Regions from separate parts of the Mus musculus genome. Here all the other regions are linked to region 3. Evidence: chromatin contacts called from public HiChIP or PLAC-seq, capture Hi-C and promoter capture Hi-C data. All regions are on one chromosome and are shown on one strand. The core of a region is the stretch at or near the end of the contact, and the rest is flanking DNA. Distances in the headings are between cores, read along the strand shown. Region 1 overlaps Inpp4b (inositol polyphosphate-4-phosphatase, type II). Region 2 holds the start of Scoc (short coiled-coil protein). Region 3 holds the start of Rnf150 (ring finger protein 150). Region 4 holds the start of Clgn (calmegin). Region 5 holds the start of Ndufb7 (NADH:ubiquinone oxidoreductase subunit B7).

Evidence for each region. Promoter capture Hi-C pulls out the DNA fragments that hold promoters and counts their contacts. HiChIP or PLAC-seq counts read pairs in DNA pulled down with a chosen protein or histone mark. Capture Hi-C pulls out chosen DNA fragments and counts their contacts.
Region 1: an H3K4me3 HiChIP or PLAC-seq map of the 230-238 cell line shows a contact between it and region 3, with 7 times the contacts expected there. The contact joins the enhancer-like site here to the promoter of Rnf150 in region 3. A contact is called at or near these places in 9 of 39 promoter capture datasets (the 3T3-L1 cell line, the C10 cell line, HPC-7-derived erythroid cells and 5 more), 1 of 115 datasets of contacts at active chromatin or transcription factors (the 230-238 cell line) and 1 of 9 other capture datasets (embryonic stem cells).
Region 2: a capture Hi-C map of macrophages shows a contact between it and region 3, with 5 times the contacts expected there. The contact joins the promoter of Scoc here to the promoter of Rnf150 in region 3. A contact is called at or near these places in 18 of 39 promoter capture datasets (the 3T3-L1 cell line, 3T3-L1-derived adipocytes, the C10 cell line and 10 more), 3 of 15 datasets of contacts at CTCF or cohesin (embryonic stem cells, large pre-B cells and pro-B cells), 14 of 484 Hi-C or Micro-C datasets (adipose-derived mesenchymal stem cells, cardiomyocytes, cerebellum and 10 more), 13 of 115 datasets of contacts at active chromatin or transcription factors (the 230-238 cell line, the NIH/3T3 cell line, astrocytes and 9 more) and 2 of 9 other capture datasets (embryonic stem cells and macrophages).
Region 4: an H3K4me3 HiChIP or PLAC-seq map of embryonic stem cells shows a contact between it and region 3, with 13 read pairs. The contact joins the promoter of Clgn here to the promoter of Rnf150 in region 3. A contact is called at or near these places in 11 of 39 promoter capture datasets (the 3T3-L1 cell line, the C10 cell line, cranial neural crest and 6 more), 1 of 15 datasets of contacts at CTCF or cohesin (large pre-B cells), 3 of 484 Hi-C or Micro-C datasets (the C2C12 cell line, embryonic stem cells and pro-B cells) and 6 of 115 datasets of contacts at active chromatin or transcription factors (embryonic forebrain, embryonic stem cells, neural tube and 1 more).
Region 5: a promoter capture Hi-C map of second pharyngeal arch cranial neural crest shows a contact between it and region 3. The contact joins the promoter of Ndufb7 here to the promoter of Rnf150 in region 3. A contact is called at or near these places in 8 of 39 promoter capture datasets (the C10 cell line, cranial neural crest, embryonic stem cells and 5 more), 2 of 484 Hi-C or Micro-C datasets (cortical neurons and muscle stem cells), 5 of 115 datasets of contacts at active chromatin or transcription factors (astrocytes, embryonic forebrain, embryonic stem cells and 2 more) and 1 of 9 other capture datasets (embryonic stem cells).

The regions. Positions count from the first base shown.
Region 1 is chr8:81,887,660-81,890,359 of GRCm38.p6, forward strand. All of the region lies in intron 9 of Inpp4b (inositol polyphosphate-4-phosphatase, type II), which reads left to right. Among named protein-coding and RNA genes, the nearest start is that of Gm25267, 260 kb to the right of the region's middle. Within about 2 kb of position 1,387, at least 7 of the 459 cell types and tissues checked have an H3K27ac peak or open chromatin away from gene starts, as enhancers often do. A contact at or near this core is called in the 230-238 cell line and stem cell-derived epiblast-like cells, where this site is marked.
Region 2 is chr8:83,441,328-83,444,027 of GRCm38.p6, forward strand. It overlaps Scoc (short coiled-coil protein), which reads right to left and starts at 1,335. Exons shown (of 4, transcript NM_019708.4): 1 at 1,095-1,335.
Region 3 is chr8:82,861,926-82,864,625 of GRCm38.p6, forward strand. Rnf150 (ring finger protein 150) reads left to right here and starts at 1,431. Exons shown (of 7, transcript NM_177378.4): 1 at 1,431-2,565. The coding sequence starts at 2,085.
Region 4 is chr8:83,388,504-83,391,203 of GRCm38.p6, forward strand. It overlaps Clgn (calmegin), which reads left to right and starts at 1,339. Exons shown (of 15, transcript NM_009904.4): 1 at 1,339-1,597. Gm32377 (a long non-coding RNA gene) reads right to left here and starts at 986. Exons shown (of 5, transcript XR_878991.3): 1 at 908-986.
Region 5 is chr8:83,565,429-83,568,128 of GRCm38.p6, forward strand. It overlaps Ndufb7 (NADH:ubiquinone oxidoreductase subunit B7), which reads left to right and starts at 1,330. Exons shown (of 3, transcript NM_025843.3): 1 at 1,330-1,502. The coding sequence starts at 1,391.

The DNA of each region.
Region 1 (2,700 bases), core at 137-2,636, 970 kb before region 3:
TCTCTTGGGCCTCTAGGCTAGCCCCATGCAGAGACCAATTGTAGTCTTCCCAGCTCTGCTTTGTTTGCCTCAGACTGTCTGTATCTTCTCAGCCATCCACACCCTGTGGTCTGTGGTCACAAATCCCCCTAACCCAGTAAATCAAAACTCTAGAAACTTACAATTAATCAGTAAGATTTATATATCAATAAATTCTCAATTCACAAGATGCCCAAACAATAATTTCAGAGCCAATTCATAATGATATAAATTGCCCACCTAGATTGGACAAATTGTCCCATAATTATCCATCTCTTATAAGATATTTATAGCTACCAGTGGCTATTTAAAGCCACATGAAATCTGGGTCATCTTCCTCTTGCTCCATCTTCGTTCCTTCTCCCTCATCTCTGTCCTCCTTTTCCCTTTTTCCCCAAACTTCTCAGCTCCACATTCCCTTCCACGGCCCAATCACTGGCTCTAGCCTTTATTTTACAAGTTAAGTCACCCCCACCCCCCTCTGCAAACCTTCCTGGGAGAGTGGAATTAACATCAAAATACAAGCAACACCAGGGCTATCCACAACACAGAAGAGGGCCTTCTGATAGGAATCATTGAGTAGTCTTTGATGACCAGGAGCCAGCACTGCCTCTGTGGATGAAAATAGTATCTCAGAAGAACATCCCAGATCTCTGTGAATTCTGTATTTTGTTTAAAAGGTTCCATATAAATTGCCCTGCCACATCCTATTGACAGCGTTCTTCTTGTCAAAAGACAGTGTCTCAAAGCTATATCTAATTATTTCATGGACAGCTGTCATACATGCACACACTGAAAAAGTGTATGCCTGTCTGCGATAGTTTGATCGGTCTACAGCAAATTGACCTGGCATATTGACAGGCTGATTACTGTGTTTGTAAGTGATTTAAAAACTTTGTGTAAATGGAAATGAGTTGAGGATATATTAGAAAGAGGAGAAATGGCCTTCAGTAGGCTTACTGCATGAGTGTCCAGTGACTTCAAGACTTTTAAGCATGTACATCTTCACTCTACCTGTGCATTAAGGAGGACCACATGTAACTTCTAGTTGATCAGAAAAATCACTGAAAAGGCATAACATTCATAGTAACACTTCTGTAAAGAAAGAACTCAGTAGAGTAACAGAAAACTGTATTTTTCTTTCCAACAAATTAACTGAATAATGTATATAATGTCACACTCAAAGCAGGATTTGGTGTTATTAAGACTGACTTGCTGCTTTCCTCTTCTAAACATTTAAGAAGTGTCTATTTCTTTATTATTCAGGGTTCCATGTCTGAACTTCTAGAAAGAATGGTCTCTGGGGAAAGGAAGTGGGGTGGAAATGAGGGTAAGGAGATGCATGTCTGAGCAGACAGGAAATAGTCCAAGGAATTCTGGGTCAACCCCCTAGGGACAGTGATCTGAGGCTGTGGCCTCTTTCCTACAGAGCCTAGCAGGACCTACAGACAAATAACAGCTTCCTTTAGACTCTTTCAACTGGAGAACATGCTAGGCCTTTTATTTGCTTTATTTTGTTTATGTTAAACTATTAGTATCTGGCATACTTGCTGTGAAAAATTTCTCATACTTCCTCCTCTATTGGGTTAGAGACAAAGGAACATTAGTCTCTCACCAGCCCCTTGGGGCCAGAAGAATCTTGTTTCTTCTATTGATTACAGCTTCATAGGAAGATGTGGAGGCGGCTGTTTCAAGGACTCTCTTCTGCTATGATGGACCATTGAGGTCATGTCACTTCCCTCTTCTATATCTTTTTTCCTTCTATCCAGAAAATTCTTAGCTTCATATGATGCACACTCTCAATCATTGACTTTGCACAGCAGGTTATTTAAAATGTACCTCTTTATTATTTTTATGTTTTCATTTATAATATTTTTCAAATTTTATTATTCACTTTACAGCCTGATTGCTGCCCCTTTCTTCCCAGTCCTACCCTCATCCCCCTCCCACATCCCCCCTCCCCTTTTCTTTAGAGAAGGGAGACCCCCCCCCCCACTCCCCATGGATACCAACTCACCCTGGTACACCAATCAGCAGGACTAAGTGCATCCTCTCCCACTGAGGCCAGCTAAGGCAGCTCAGCTAGCAGAAGGAATTCAAAGGCAGGTAACAGGGTAAGAGCACCACACAACCCTTTAATTGTTAGGAGACTCACATGAAGACCAACCTGCTCATCTGCTACATCTGTGTTAGGGGACTTAAGTCCAGTCCCTGCATGCTCTTTGGTTAGTTGTTCCATCTCTGTGAGTCCCCATGGGTCCAGGATCTTTTACTCTCTAGCTCTTCTTACAAGTGTCCTTGATTCTCTAGCTTCCTAAATCCTGACTCGGGCTCCTTCCACAAGACTCCCTGAGCTCTGCCTATTGTTTGGCTGTGGGTCTCTGTACCGTTTTCCATCAGCTGCTGGATGAAGCCTCTCAGATAGTTATGTTAGACTCCAGTCTGAAAGCCTAGCAGAATATCATTAATAGTATCAGGGGTTATTTTTTATATTTTTATTTTAATCATTTTATAATTATCTTTATTATTTGAAATGAGTGAGGGTTTGCATTGTTTTACTAGAGACAAAGAATATGTTTGTCCTATAAATGAGGTTATTCAATATACTTTAGTTTTATTTAAATGTTTCCTTTATTTAAAATCTAGATAATGATATGCTGAAACTCACCAGTGTGAAAGGAA
Region 2 (2,700 bases), core at 85-2,584, 580 kb after region 3:
AACATCTCAGATATGAGTTTGACATTTCCCTAATATCCTTTCAAACTCAACCACCAGACTTCTCTTGAACCTGCAATTAATGTTTTCCATCCATCATCCACTCACCAGCAATAGTTTTTTAAATTTAAAAGTCCAATGCACTACAGGAATGCACTGAACACTTTACATATATAGTTTTATCACAACAGAAAGAAAATGCAATTCACAGATGTGGATACTAAGCCTTATAAAGGCTAGAGGCCTTGCCTCATGTTTCATAGCCAAGATATTATTAAGGTCCTAAACTGAGTTTGAAAAACTCAACTCCTTTGGCGTTTCCACAAACAAAACAAATATAAAATTTCATCTGCATCCACTCCAGTGTGATGTTTCTAATCTGTTCATGTTCTGCTTTGACATTTTAGGGCTTTCAAAATCGATGGAAATCGAGGAACTACATCGTCAATAAGGATCAAACTTAAGTTAGATCCCCGGGGAGCTAGCTGCATCCAGTTTAATCATTGGAGCATACAGACACTAGGATTCCTACGCACAGCTTTGAGTCGCAGAAACGGATAACGGTTTGGGGACCTCTGTCCTTCTGGCTATTGCGACGTCTGTCTCTGGTGGTGTAACAGAAACCTTGGCTTTTCGGGAAACTATGATTTCTCCTTCCCAAACCTTACTCCTCAATATTTGTTCCGCAGGACGCCTGAGAAAAGCTGACAAAGAAACAAACCCAGGTTCTAGCAAAGACGTCCCACCCCAGACATGCACGGGCCACCACGCCTGCAAAGCAATCCTAGCACTCGAGAGGCTGAAGCAGAAGAATTGCGGCGAACTGGAAGGTAGCTCGGGCAGCAGAGCGTCTTCTCCTACTACCCGGTCCCATCGCACCCCCACGGCGTCCCGGTCCCGCACCGCCGGGCTCTTCCCACTGAGCCCGCGGCGTGGGGCCGGGAAGGTGGCTGCGCAGCGCTCGGCGGGATGTCGGGCCTCGCGGCGCCGCAATCCAGCACCCAGGCCGCCGCCCGGGTTCCCGTTCCATCCCGCCCCGCCCCACAGGGCCTCGGCGGTCTCCCAGGCCCAGCCCTCGCCGCCCCGAGCCGCCTCACCTTGCGTCTGAAGCGCCGGGAAGAGGCGGGATGGGTAGGAAGCCTCAGGCCGCGCGGCTCTCCGACCAACTGACAGCGTCAGCCCCGCCCTTCCCGCCCACGGAGCGTGCGCCGAGCGAGGAGGCGTCCTCCCACCAATCCTAACTGGAAATTGCACGCCTGCGCACTGGCTGCTGGACGCCTCGACAGGCCTGTGGCAGAGCACCGGGGTCCACCTTTGCCCTAACAAAAGGGCATTGACGACCAATCAGGATTTTTGGGCGTGTCCTAAAAAAGCAGCGACCAATCACGGCGCAGAAGAGAAGATGCGCCTAAGAAAGCGGTCCTCGCTGAGCATCTTTTGTCTCGCCAGGAACCTGGAAAGTGGGGTGGAAAGTCACTCTAGGTTAAAAAAAGAGAGACGGGGAGAGAGGGAGGGAAACAGAGACAGAATTTCTGGAAATTGCCGTGACCAGACTCTAGGAGAGAGATATTTCGTTCACATTCAAGAACAGAGTGAGCAGAACAGTGCAGCGCCCTCCCCCCTCGATTCTAAAAGCACGGTTTCCTTTTTCCCCACTTCTAAAATTAGATAACGCACAAAGCATATACCATTAATGGATGTTTCTCTTCGTACCCCATATTCAGGACAATTTTTAAACTTCCGTTCACCCGACCACGTCATGATTCCTTAGATCAGCAGTCTCCTGATCTCAGTCTCAGAAAACCCAAGGCTTAATTAAAATTGTGTTTCTTATTCAAGTGTACATGTACAATGCCAGACTTTGGGTTGCTAGGTGATTTTCGTGACACTTCATTATAACCTAACCTTTGAAACAAGTATCTTGCTGTTAGCGGTCAGTGACCACAGTATATTCTTACCTGCAAAGCATTCTTGCTTTGACTTTATCAAAACCTCTGAGCTGTAGAGGCCAGCTTACAAATACTTTCTTCTTGGCTTTTCTTTCTTATATAAGGTTCTATTTTTAATTGCATGAATATGTAGCGGTGTGTATGTACTTGCTTGTGCCTGTGCAAGGTGCCTGCAGATGCCAGAAGAGGGAATCAGACCCCTGGGATTGGGGTTACAGGTGGCTGTGAACCATTTGGTGAGGATGATGAGAACTCAACTCAGCTTCCCGTGAAAGAGCAATAAGTACTGTTAACTTCTGAGCCATTTCTACAACTCCCGGGTATCTTAAACCAATCAAGCAGGATTTGCTAACACGTGACCGTAATCCTTTATAAATAAAGTACCTACCATTTAGTGTTTGAGACGAAAGTATTAGGCTTGGACTACAATTCAGGATTTGAAGGAAGGAGAATATGGGAAGAGAGGGAAACCCCAGGTAACGCTAAGAGGAGTGCCAACAAAATAGAATGAATATGGGCAACATTCAAAGAAGGATGGGATTTTCCAAGATAGTGAAGAACACACTTTCTTTTCAAATGCACATGGGCCAGTCATAGAAATGGGCCTGAAAATTTGTTTTTGGTTTTAATTTTTTATTGTATGTATATTTTACTTGCATTTATTTCTCTGAAACACTTGGGTACCTGGTGCCTGAGGACGCCAGAAAAGAGTGTTGGATCTCCTGGAACTGGAGTTACAGACATTGTGAGCTGC
Region 3 (2,700 bases), core at 181-2,680:
CCAGATTATTTTTGCAGCTCCTTAAGTGCCCTCCTTGCTTCTATCCTTCCTCCAGTACTGTCAGAATAAAACTTTGATGTTCTCATATAACACCACATTTTTCTGTCCAGACATCTCCCAGGAATCTTCCTCTCACCCAGATTAAACTGCAAGGCCACTTAGAATCTTCCCACCATTAATCCCATCTCATTCTTTCCATCGCTCATCTCTCTCCACCCCTGATGAGCTCACTATGGCTTCTGAACACATCAAACACCAACCTGTCTGATCTATTGTACCTACAACTCCTTCCTATTACCAACAACTGGTCCCCTAATAATCATTCAAGTCCTTCGTCCTTTGAGGATTATATTTAGACATAGGATATATCCAGAATCCATCTTCTGTTTTGTGATGTCCAGACCTAGGATGTGTATATTGTGACAAAAACTGCTGGGCTTCTCAGTGCTTCTCGAGAGGCACAGGAAAGAGAACCAGGTGGAAGATATAATGTAAATCATTAAGCACTACCATATTTGTGTATGTATAAATAAGTAGACATTTTATATTACTGGTTTCTGAAACTACAGAAACCATTAATGAGGAAGTGTAACAACCAACCAGATATCTAATTGTTAAAGAATTCTGCTATTAGAACACGACTCTAGGAAACTGTTCTCCACTGGTTTCTTTTAATCTCTGTCACAACTGGAAAACACAGCTTAAAATGGTAACGAACACACACACACACACACACACACACACACACACACACACATACCACCTACTGACGCTGTGAATCCTCTAAGGCAGGGCTATTAGAGTGGGAATGGAGGCAAAATGTCTCAATCTTAAAGTATGAGGAGAGGTCCATTTTCTAAGAAAACTAACGCCATGCCATGAGCTGGCTTCCAGAGCAGAGGAAAAGAAGTCACTTTTACCCACACCACAGACTGGTCCTTAGACCAGCAGAGTGTGCATCACCAAGGACCCCACCCCTGACTTAATAAATGTGAAATTCTCCTGAATTCATGCTGATCAGTCCTGGTTTAAAACTGGAATTCTGACAGCCACTGTCCTAAATATTCAGGTCTGGGGGGGCGGGGGGGAGGGGCCTCATGACCAATCAGTGCTGGGATAAATACCAGAGAACTCTCTGCACATCTTCCAGCAAACGGAAATGCTGTTCCAGAGAGGTTCCTACACTTTGCTGTATTTAAGACTCCCTCAATTAATTGTTCCCAATTCAAAGGCCTGAAGGTCCTTTTTACCTTTTGCCCGCAACTGTCGAAGCCTGAATTTGAGGCCCAGCAGAGGTCGCTGACGCCCAGGAAGAGAGACAGAGTGAGCGTTGCAAGGGGAGCCCAGGAGCTTTGACATCATACTAAGCTCCTCCTTGCACGCGCACATCACACACACACACACACACACACACACACACACACACACACACACACACACACACACACACACAAATACAGACACACACAAAACGCTGTATCCCTCTCCTCACGCTCTCCCCCATCCCATCTGCCCCGTACCTCCCCCTCCCTCGGCAAGTGAGTGTCCCGGGCGTAGCCACCTAGTCTGGCCAGAAGCGCAGCGCCTACTGCCCATGGGAACCCACGCATAACAGGAGCGACCTCCGCGTCTGCAGCGGGACCGATAGTCCCAGCACCGAGGATCTCCAGCACCCCACCCCCGCCCCGCTCGGCCGCGACAAGCAGAGCCGCCACCCCTTCCAAACCCGAGGACCCCGCCACCTCTATGAGAGAAGGCGACACGGGGCAAAGGAACAGGACGCCTGGCAGCCGGACTCCCCCGCAAGTGCGCGGCGCCCGCTCCGCGACCGCGCCGCGATCACCCGGGAAGCCCGATGCCAGCGCCGCGCTTCGGCTGAGAGGGGACAGGGCGGGTTTCTCCCGCTCGTCCCGGATCCGGTCTCCGCAGCGTCTGCGCGTCCCAGCCGGAGCTCCGCCGGCCAGGGAGTGAGTCGCAGCGACAGGAGAACCAGAGTGGCTGCCCGGGGTTGGCCGGGGCAGGGAAAGGAGGGACGGAGCGGGGGGAGGGCGCAGGGGGCGGGGAGGGGACCCCGGAGGAGAGAGATGACAATGTCTCTCATCCAAGCGTGCCGCAGTCTGGCTCTCTCAACATGGCTGCTTTCCTTTTGTTTCGTGCATCTGCTCTGCCTGGACTTCACCGTGGCGGAGAAGGAGGAATGGTACACCGCCTTCGTGAACATCACCTATTTGGAGCCCGAGCCCGGGGCCGCGGTGGCGGGCAGCGGTGGCGGCGCGGAGCTGCACACGGAGAAGAGCGAGTGCGGGCGATACGGGGAGCACTCGCCCAAGCAGGACGCGCGCGGCGAGGTGGTCATGGCCAGCTCGGCCCAAGACCGCCTGGCTTGCGACCCCAACACCAAGTTCGCCGCGCCGGCCCACGGCAAGCACTGGATAGCCCTCATCCCCAAGGGCAACTGCACGTACAGGGATAAGATCCGGAACGCGTTCCTGCAGAACGCCTCCGCTGTGGTCATCTTTAACGTGGGCTCCAACACAAACGAGACCATCACCATGCCCCACGCAGGTGAGCAACCCGGGGGGTGCCTGGCGGACGTGGGGGAGGGGAGCCCGAGAAGCGTCTAGGGAGATCTAGCACCGCCTCCGGGGCACCTCTGGCTGAGAAGTCCGTGCAGCACCAGAGACCAGTCTCTTATGTATG
Region 4 (2,700 bases), core at 89-2,588, 530 kb after region 3:
CAATCAGCCCAAGTCTGCAAAAGCAACAAAAACTACAACACACTACCAACAATTCTTTAATGTGTTTCTATGGAGTCCCGACAGACACAGCTCAACTACACAATGTAAGGCACACCAATACATATGTCATTAGCGAAGAATCCTTTATCACGTGTCCTTTCACATGTTTGCTTTAGCAGAACATCCTCTCTCCTGTGTCTGCTTCAGTGTAACATTCCTTCACGAGTCTGCTGTAGCCTTTCACACCTATGTCCACTTTAACAAGATGCTCCTTCAAGTGTTTGTCCCAGCAAAACACCACCCAACTGACTTTCCAAAGAACCCTTCACACCTCCTTCAGTTAAACCTAGGACAATTTGGGTACCACAGTAACTGTACACAGTGACTGGATAAAACAGACTCTATGCCTAAATAGGATGGACTCTTGGATGGAGGTGTGTTAAGTTTTTAAAAATGTTGCTTGTGCCTAATAAGGAATGAAGACAGTTAGTTAAAATTACTGTATTGAAACCACAGTAAAGTTGAGTCAAGCAAAAAAATGACAGATCCTAAATCAAGGGGCAGACTTCAAACATTTATGAACAGAAAACAGAACGTTTACACAGACTCAAAGTTTGGTCACACAAATTAAGACGATACAAACAATATACAGAATTGTAAACATACAGAGAAAAAAGCAGGTAATGCCTTCAAGGAGTGTTCAAGATTAATAAAAAACCAATTATGTGTCTGTGGCAAATTATTAACATTAATACTGACAAAATGAAAATGTACAGTTTCATTTATAATGTAATAGCAAGCCAGGAGCATGTGTGAAATAGGAAGCTTCCCGGTTGATAACCATGAACAATCAGCTACTAAAACACAAAAATATAGAGGGAAATTTCAGCGTATGAATTTGGCACACCTGCCCTGGCACTCTTTTAAAAACGTTGAGATAAAATTGAGGAAACAAAAGATGTGGATCAACTGATACAGAGCTTGCATAACCCCACCAAGAGGGCTTCAATCACTACTGCATAACAGTGTGGCGTTGCAAATCCAAAAGTCAGGAAGAAGGGAAGGAGGATCAAAAAGTTTAAGGTCATCAGAACAAAACAAGAGAAAGAAAAACAAAAAAACCCAAAACCATCCATCTATTCATCATCCATCCGGGAACCAATTAAGGTGCGACACGAAGAACTGAGCAGTCTGCAGAGCCAGCAGCCTGAGCTCCAGAGAGGGACTGACGTTGGAAGGACCGCATCCCCCCAGGCGCGCGGCCGCTGGGTCCCGAGCGGCGGTTGAGCGGGCCGCTTGCGCACTGGGGCTGCCTCTGCATCCTGCATCCTCCCGCGCGGCCGCTCGCGCACGCGCAGTTAGCAGTCGCTGCTGGGCGGCTGCCGGCGGGATCGCTCTGGGGAGACGCCGGGCACCAAGTAGCGGCCAGTCGGACACCTGAGCTGCCGCTGCTGGACACAAGCCCGCAGGACAGGTGTGTAGACCGCGGGCCGCCTTCCTGCGGCTTGTTCTCTGGGGACCGGGTGAGAAATCGGATCCAGGTGCCCCGCAGCATCCTCTTCTGAGACTAGAAGAAGGCTTAGCTTGGTGCGGCCAGGTGAGGCTGGAGGATGAGTTCAGGGATGAATGTGGGAGTTAGACTCTTGGGTGGGCTCTGCCAACCTCGGGGACAGAGATCAGCCCTGGATGGAGGGAGACGCCACCCTGAGTCCCTTGGGTCCTCCTTCTGCTTCCCTGACACTGGGGAAGGCCAGGTTGCCCTGCCCAGCCTGGCGCCTCTCTCAAGTCCGTTATCCCAGCGGTTGCCACAGCTGCTGTTGCCACTGTGTGGCCCGGTTCCACGAAGCTCTACCACAATCCCTGGAGAGTTCTTCTCGCATCTTTCTAGAAAATGCAACAAAACCAACCTGGGCACATTTGCAGCCCACTTCTCTGTGAAGCCAAAGAACCCTACCTCCCCCACCCCCACGCTCAAACCTGGCTAAGGTGGCCAGAGAATCCTGGCCACTCCCTAGACACTTGGGTGGAGCCTAACAGGAGCCATTGGGGAGTAACCGGCCCTGTGTTGAATCCAGAAAACCTTAATGACTAGAGTCTCATTATCTAAAGCCTGTTTACTATCAGTCAGATACTTTAGCTGAGTTTAAGTGGCATCTGCCCCACCCAGGAGGAAGAAGCTATGCAGGGGTTTGTTTGGGGTTAAAGAGCAAAAGGCTAGGAAGTTGGGAGCTGGAGACCGAAGGTATAAACAGAAATAAACAAATTAGGCAAAACAAAAATTTAAAAATTAGGTGGTCAATGGTTCAATATCTCTGACGAAGATTAATTTATGTTGAAACAGAATAGTAAATCATGGTTGTTTTTCTTGCCCTGAAAAATTGACATCTCCCTAGGTAGCTCTCTTTTTTTGGTAATTGTAATTTTGACCATTTTCTAGTCTACAGTCTGTTGGTTTGGTCATCCAGACACATTGATCCTGTTCCTTAAACTCAAGATAGTCTTTTTTGTCTTGTTTTGATTGGTCTTGTTGGTCTGTTGTCTGTAAATGGTGGCGTGTGCTGATGGATATGCAGCTAGCAGGTGGGGGCTCAGGGCTCTGGGCTTGTTTGGTGTCTACTAAACTTTCCTTCTTTATTATGTAATTAGAAAACAGGAACTGTCAGCTTTGATAGGACTTTCTCTCAACTCATGGGTGACAAG
Region 5 (2,700 bases), core at 80-2,579, 700 kb after region 3:
GCAGCACTCCTGGGTGGCCACTGTGTCAGTTCCTGCCTCCAGGGTCTGTGTTCCTGTCCTGACTTCCCATCAGGACATTCCCGTCAGGACATACTGCATTCCAGACCGGGAAGTAAAACACTTACCTCCCCAAATGGCTTCTGGTGGTATTTCATCACAGCAATGGAAACCCTAACTAAAATACCATGTAAAACAGACGCTGGGCATGGCAGCCCAGAGGAGACAAAGACAAGAGGATCCCTGGGGCTTACAGACCAGCCCGCCTTGGGGAGCTCTGAACAGAGAGGTGTGCTTAGTCTGAGTCAAATAAGCTGTCCTGGATGAGAGGAGAGAGCAAGCCAAGAGAGGACACACCCTGACAGACACTTAGGAGCAAGGAAGAGAGTGGTTCCTTCAGAAGCTCTAGACCAAGAGCTTTTAAGACCATCAGGTTGGCTGCGCCCTCTCTGGTCAGGATTGGGCACTACGGACAGGCTTCAGTGGTAAAGCCTTCATTTACCATGTTCTAGACCAGGATCACAAAGTATTCATTTTAGAAGAACAACGACTGGAAGGAGGGCTCAGTCATTACTGTGATTGCTTTACCAACATAAAGAACTCAATTCAGTCCCCAAACCCCATGTAAGAAAACTCCTGGTGTGGGGGCACACGCTTGAAATTCCAGAACCACAGACAGGGTGCCCGGTTAAATCTCTCGGGCCTTCTAGACAGCCAGCCTCACCTACTTGAAGGGTTCAAAGCCAGTGGGAGACAGTGTCTCAAACAAGTTGGACAGAGACAGAGTAATGACCCCAGAAATTGACCTCTGACCACCAAATGCACTCATAAGCACACCTACGTATGTGCACTCACACCGACAAACCTAGGGAAAGTGTTTGGAAGTTCGAGTGTTGGAAATGGTAGTGTATATCTGTGGGAAAGCACTTATCTACCATATGCTAGGCCTGGGGGTCTATCCTAAAACCAGAAAAAAAAATTAATTTAAGAAAAAAAAAAAAAAGAGGAGGAGGAAGAGGAACGCGGAAGATGGTTCGGTCCAGGGTGTCCACAGTACCCATGTATACACATGTATACAGCAGGCTTGGTGGCACACATTTATAATCCTAGCACTGGGCAGAGCACAGGGGACCCTGCCACCTCCCCGCTTCCACACCCGCACTCCTCCCTGCAACTCCCTGGCCAGCCTGGCCTTCTAGCCAACTGGCGTTCGCCGCACCCGCTCTGTCTCCTCCACACCGCCAGGGGGTGTCAGCGAGCCAGGAAGCGTTCCATCGTTCATCTCTATGACCCCCGCCGCAGCCTAGATGACCCGGAAGACACTGAAGGGGCAGTGCTTCCAGGTGGGAGCGAGGTGACCCCGGCTACTAAAGAAGGGTAAGGCAGAGTAGCCATGGGGGCGCACCTGACCCGGCGCTATCTGTGGGATGCCTCGGTGGAGCCTGACCCCGAGAAGATACCCAGCTTCCCGCCGGACCTCGGCTTTCCGGAGCGCAAGGAGCGAGGTGAGCTCAGTGCGCAGGCGCGACCGCAGATCCCGCGGAACTCAGCTGCCTGCTTGCGGAGGGCCGGGTCGAGTCGGGAGGGCGACCTCCTTGAGTGTGGAGGCTGTGCGGGGATGGCTAAAGCAAAAGGCTGGGACGAGACAGCAGAGAACGGGAAGATGAGACTGCCCCGGTGCACTTCGTCCTGGGCACAGCGCGGAGCCTAGGACATGTTCTTTGCATCTCCATACATTGTCACTAGCATTTGGTTACGTACAATAATACAAGGTTGGGGGGCTGGAGCGATCATGCTCCTTGTCCTGTCTAGTGTGATGGTGCTGGGGGAGGAACCCAAGGCCTGTGTGTACTCGCAAGGTTCTCATTCTTCCTGTATAGGAAAATCAGAGTGACAGCTCTGGACAAAGTCCTAGTTTGGCACTTGGGATGCCCCAGGGTAGCAGAGAGCCACTGGCGCTGTCTTCAGGGAGCCCCCTGGACAAAGCAGCGTGTCCAAAAAGATCTGGGAAGCAAATTTAAGAGTGTAGAAGCACAGGCTAAAAGGGGTGTATATGAGATTGATGAAGCTGGTACCAGGGAGGGACAGAGCCCCACTTGTAAGCAGGGGAAAGACACAAATGACTTGCCTTACCAAAAGGTTGTAGTGTCGACTAGAAGATGGCTCCGTCAGTACTGAATCTGCAGAACATTTACCCACCTGACACCCTGCTTTGCCCATAGTCATTTTGAAAATACAGCACTCCCTGGCCGCCTCTCTTGCTTGGCTAATCCAAAACCCTGGTAAAACTCAGCTGGCCCTGCTGACCTGGTCTCCAAGTTGCTTCCTCACTCCAGACCCCCTTCTTATTTTTGAGTCAGACTAGTCTCTAACTCACAGTCCTTTCCCTTTGGCCTCGGGAGCACAGAGCTCATAGGCCCAGTGGTGCTCAGGGATGCTATAGCCTACATTGTTGCTTCTATAGTTCTTCACTGCCTCTTCATCTTAGGCAAGCTCTTGTGAGAAAGCAAGAGTAGCTCCTGCTCCCACACCCATGCATCTCCAAACTCCTTCCAAATGACTTGTCCCTAGCCTGGCGGAGTCCCCATTCCAGGTGAACCCCCCCCCACACACACACACACACCCCTTTATATCCTCCATCCACCCTCTACAATGAAAGGATCCTGCTCCCGAACCTCTCATCAGGCTCCTGTCCATGGTTTT